Linked DNA regions of Xenopus laevis: region 1 is linked to region 2. The links are chromatin contacts, called in public Hi-C maps. All regions are on one chromosome and are shown on one strand. Each heading gives the region's core, a stretch centred on a gene start, on an enhancer-like site or on the middle of the called end of the contact. The rest is flanking DNA. Distances are from core to core; before and after follow the strand shown. Region 1 has its middle 53 kb from the start of cotl1.S. Region 2 holds the start of klhl36.S (kelch-like protein 36).

What was found. Hi-C and Micro-C count contacts between places; a contact is called where the count stands out from the background.
Region 1: a Hi-C map of the XTC cell line shows a contact between it and region 2, with 2.8 times the contacts expected there. The contact joins the enhancer-like site here to the promoter of klhl36.S in region 2. A contact is called at or near these places in 2 of 4 Hi-C or Micro-C datasets (the XL177 cell line and the XTC cell line).

The regions. Positions count from the first base shown.
Region 1 is chr4S:44,129,782-44,132,481 of Xenopus_laevis_v10.1, reverse strand. No RefSeq gene overlaps it. Among protein-coding and RNA genes, the nearest start is that of cotl1.S, 53 kb to the right of the region's middle. Within about 2 kb of position 1,346, at least 1 of the 7 cell types and tissues checked has an H3K27ac peak or open chromatin away from gene starts, as enhancers often do.
Region 2 is chr4S:44,076,466-44,079,165 of Xenopus_laevis_v10.1, reverse strand. klhl36.S (kelch-like protein 36) reads left to right here and starts at 1,399. Exons shown (of 5, transcript XM_041561183.1): 1 at 1,399-1,714. It overlaps cotl1.S (coactosin-like protein), which reads right to left and starts at 1,239. Exons shown (of 4, transcript XM_018260580.2): 1 at 963-1,239; 2 at 232-314. The coding sequence starts at 1,039.

The DNA.
Region 1 (2,700 bases), core at 97-2,596, 53 kb before region 2:
TTATATAGTTTTAGAATGTTTTGCCTTCTTACTCGCCTCTTTCCAGCTTTCAGGTTTAGGTCACTGACCCCGGCAGCCAAAAATCTATTGCTCTATGAGGCTACACTTGTATTGTTACGGTTACTTTTTGTAAATTGTCTTTCTATTACGGTCTCAGAATATGCATCATCCTAAGGCTAAAGCCTGATGTGGCATTCATAGGCAGGCCAAGAAACGACCGATTTACTCACCACCGCTCCATGATATTACTGCACCTACAGGTATGGCATCGGCCTGGCTACACAGAGTGAATTTCAGCACAAAAACACGAGAGAATGCAATTTCACGCAAATAAAAATCTGCTCTGTGTGTCTGTAGGTGCAGTAACATCACAGAGCGCAGGTGAGCAGAGGTTGTGTCTTGGCCTGCATTTATACAACCATGTCTGGCCATAGCCTAAATGTTAAAGTGAACTACCCCTGTTCACCATTGAAAACACAATGATTTAATGCTTCCTAATTACATTTTTGTTTGTATATTTGCAAATGCAGTGCACACTAATAGAAGCAGTAGCGTGAATGTACAGTTCAGCACAGCTGACTTCATGGATGCAAATGAGAGGTACAAAGTGAATTAGATGTCACTGACCATTGCATGTTGGCCTGGCACAATGATGCTCCTGTATAAACTCACTGCACACTATTTGTGGGGAACACTATTTAAAAGGGCCCGCTATTATGAAGTATGTTAAAAAATGTTGCATTTTGGGTAAGAGTAGTGTTCACATTTTTATGGCTCACTAATCCTGTGCTACTGAATATACATGGATTTGTGATTTTGTTGACCTCAGGCAAAATAATCTTATTAAAATATACATCTCTTTTTATTGTGTTCTTTTTTTATTATTAAAACACACCAAGTAACAGGGCTGTTGGTGCCAGGGACACTTAGTGACAATGTTATTAATAGGGAAAAAGATGCTAGAAATGAAATTGAAAGGCCGGTATTTGTTTCCGGAGAAGGGGGCATCCCTACCCATGATATGATAATAGTGTAATGGACCTATCTTATGTAGAGACCCTTTGTGAGCTGTAACTGCCAAAACGTTTATTCCATAAGCTTGCTGAGGATTCTGGGAGTGGGAATTTACATCTGTTATAGCACATTCTCCATCCCAATCACCTTTTGCCTGAGCAACTGATGTTGAATTCAGTCTGATAAGGATAGTAGACAGTATGAACTAAAAATGCTGAAAAGCAGCTGAAAGAGCTGAAAGCCTGGTTGTTACCATATAAGGCATAAGTAAGCATAACCACTCTCTCACAGGGTGCAGCATCCCATGCACAGGTTTAGTCAGCCTCTTCCTTTGCTTTTCTCTGCCTAATTAAACACCTTTTGTATAAGTCACCAGGCAAGCTTACTGCTTGTTTAAGGAATACCCATATATGGTAAAAAAAAAAGGGCTATTAGGGTGAATCAGCAGTTCTGTTTATTCACAAACTTCCTGAGACGGAAACACAGGATAAGATTGTTGCACCGTCCCCTTACTGTGCTTGTGGCATCACTGCAACACGTGTTGATTCTATAGAGAAATAGGCGTTCTTCTTTGGTTGCCACTTCTATGGGGTGTTGCAAAATGCCGTTGCTCAGATATGTAGGTGGCCCACAGCCAATTAACTACAGAGACTGAATGGCAAAAGGCGCATTTTCTAATAAAATGATATGATACCTTTTGTGCCTTCACTTCTTTTAGGTTTTTAAACACTGGCATTTAAAAGAGAGGCTGGGTGAACTTCTAAGATCACACACAAGAACCTCTGGCCATTTGGTTTAAGCTGTTTCTAGATGTAGCTTTGTTCTTGCTTAGGAAGTACTGTACATGCATTAGTTTATGTGTATAAACAGATAGAGACATATACAGAATACATTAACACGATAAAAATAGCTTATGTACAAATGCATGAACTGAATTACTTTACATTAAAGTGTACTTTTCATTAAAATACCAAGACAAGCTGAATTCACTTGGTGCCAGTATGTCAGCCTAGTGGGCATTGTGGGAATTTGAGTTTTGTCTGGGGAGGAGCTGAATTCTGCAAAATGCAAGGCTGTAATAAAAGTAATTGACAGGACATTGACAGCATATGCACATCCAATATAAAAGCCCCCCAAAAGTCTTAAAGGGATACTGTCATGGGAAAAAAACATTTTTTTCAAAATGAATCAGTTAATAGTGCTGCTCCAGCAGAATTCTGCACTGAAATCCATTTCTCAAAAGAGCAAACAGATTTTTTTATATTCAATTTTGAAATCTGACATGGGGCTAGACATATTGTCAATTTCCCAGCTCCCCAAGTCATGTGACTTGTGCTCTGAAAAACTTCAATCACTCTTTACTGCTGTACTGCAAGTTGGAGTGATATCACCACCTCCCTTCCCCCCCCCCAGCAGCCAAACAAAAGAACAATGGGAAGGTAACCAGATAACAGCTCCCTAACACAAGATAACAGCTGCCTGATAGATCTAAGAACAACATTCAATAGTAAAAACCCATGTCCCACTGAGACTCCTTCAGTTACATTGAGAAGGAAAAACAGCAGCCTGCCAGAAAGCATTTCTCTCCTAAAGTGCAGGCACAAGTCACATGACCAGGGGCAGCTGGGAAATTTACAAAATGTCTAGCCCCATGTCAGATTTGAATATAAAAAAATCTGTTTGTTC
Region 2 (2,700 bases), core at 150-2,649:
TTGTTATCTGTTTGTCTAGGGCAGGGCAGAACAAGTCAGATAGACTTACATTCCGGATATATAGCCCTAGGCTGCAATGTAATTCTAGATATTGGGACTGATAGACTCCTACAGAAACATTCCAATATATGTGCACCTACTTGCCTCCTGCTCACGAATACTCATCAATCATTTGTTTGCTTTCAGATTATGGTGTTACAGTATTTGCATATCACCTGGATCATGTCCTACCTTTGCAAGCAGATATAAATTCTTCATAGGTTGCACCCTGTTCTCCTGGGACTATAGTATGGCCATCATATATAAAAGTTACCCTTGAGGAAGAAAAATGAAACTGAAATGTAAAGCTTATTAAACACATGGTAAAAAAAAATAAAAAAACAGAACAAGCCTATTCGGCTACTCTTTACTTTCAGGTCACTATTCTGTTTAGGGCGGGTTTCCATGCCCCCTTCAACAAAGTAAAATGTGCTGCTATAATAGCCAAAAGTCATTAGAATAAGGTGCCTAATTAAATCTAAACCATTGTTTTGGGTCACAGAATTAAATTAGGTCTCCTGAGAAAAAAAAAGTCCAGAAACCTTGCAGTGTAACATGTAGCTTCTAAACTACAGCTCCCAGCATCCTCGGCAGCTGCAGGCTGTCAATTTGCGGCTGAAAGTTTTACTTTTGCAGCCAATGGGGGACGGTGTTAAGACATCTCTTACATACTGTGTATTGCTAGCAATTGATAGATTCATAAAGCCACTCTCTATCTATAGGAGTCACATAAATAATTCCTTTATTAAGAATTTATTTCCAAGTGTCATCTAATCCTACAATGCAATACAAGTGAATAAAATGATGTTTGAATGAAAGGAATATATATGAAAGTACTGCACTGCAATGGTAACCTCTCCATAGGATTTACTGAATGCTTTATTATATGGATGACAGCACAGGCAGGACAACCTGCTACTTACCAGCTCGTTTCATTGGTATCATCTCTCACCAGATTGTAAGCTTCTCTGCACGCTTCCTTGTCAATTTTCGTTGCCATTTGAGGACGCTCTAAGTTCTATTCAGGGTCCAGCAGACAAAAAAAGATTTGGAAGCTCAGAAAGTAGGACAATCCCCCCTCTTAAATCCTTAAAGCAGCTCAGTGGCAGAATCCAAGGCAGTGGCAGGAGAGTGGGTGATGGAGCTCCGCTAGGTTCCTCCTCTGCAGACACTGATCAGCTTCACTGAGTGAGCAAGAACAGCACGGACTTAACCCCTTCTGACAGTCCTCTCATTCTAAACTATAGGCAGCGCCAATCCTTTTTTTTTTTTTGCCGGGGGAAGTTGTGATATCAGATTTCCACCAATGAAATGCAAGTGGGCGGGAATCACCCCTCCAGCTGCGCCGTCCAATGGTTGGCTGCCGTCAGCTTCCGGTTAGAGGTGCTTGGCGTCGCAAAGCATTACTGGGACTTCCACGAAAGTGACGTCATGAGCCTAGCGCTAACCAGAGTGAATGAAGGGGTGCTTCAGCCAAAATCTCTCCTAAACGTTCCTGGCAGATCCTATTAGCCCTGTTAGATACAGATGTGTGCTGAAGGCAGCACCTGCGCCACGCAATGGGGTTCGCAGCACTAACAAACTACAGATACACGGATTTCATGATGTGATCACCCGACACAGGAAGATGTGGCACAGATGATAGACTTGATTGGCACAACAAATGAAGAACAAGGTAGTTTGGTCGCAAGTAGAGAGATTGCGCTGAAGGTGGCGGAAGAGACAGTGTGGCCTTGTGCCAATGAATGTTTATGACTTGGCAGAAATCCATTCCTTTGGAGTTATGGCACTGTATAATAACAAGCCCATATAAGAAGTAAGCTGAACAGGAGGCGCCTGCAATTGTACACTGGGACTGTACACTGGTTCAGTAGACTCATTGGGGCCTATTCACTGAAGGGCGAAGTGGCTAACGCCAGCGACTTTTCACCAGCTTTGCCACCCACAGGGATATCGCCAATTCACTAACAGGCGCCAATTTGCTAGCGAACGGGACCGTCGTTGCGTTCAGTCGCAAGAGCGAAAAGTCGCTTAGCAAACGATTCTTTCTCCGCAAATTCACTAAAGTGCGGATTTTACTGAACATTACATCTTTCGCCAGAGTTGATTTCGCCACCTCAGACCAGACGAAGTGCTAGATGTTCCTCAATCTTCTGTCACTTACATCATATCCTGTGAGCCGAAAATGCATTAAAGTTCCAGAAACGCTGGCGACTTTTCATTTTTTGAAGCGGAATTGCCTGCAAACGTCCTGGGTAACCGGTTTTCTCCAGACATATCATAAAAAAAAAAGAACATTCGTTTTACAGCGGGCTCATGTGTAGGGCATTATATAAACTCTCTTGGTTCCCTGGGCATGTGTAAGAAAAAGTGGTAACTTCATGCATTTGCACCAACATTTATAAATAAAGCCCTCTATACAACTTTAAATTACACGCTGTATGCAAATTGACCTAAGCGCAAGATCACTAGAGAATTTTTCTCTAGGCAGAAACGAACGCTAGCGCATCTTTATGAAACGCTCGCACTGCGGAAATAATGCTAGCAAAAAGTCACCTGCGTTCGGCGCCCAAGGCGCAACTTCGCTTATTAGTGAATAAGCCTAGTGGTAGCGAATTTGCGCCCGTCGAAGTGGTGCAATGTGTACAGCGCAGTCACTGG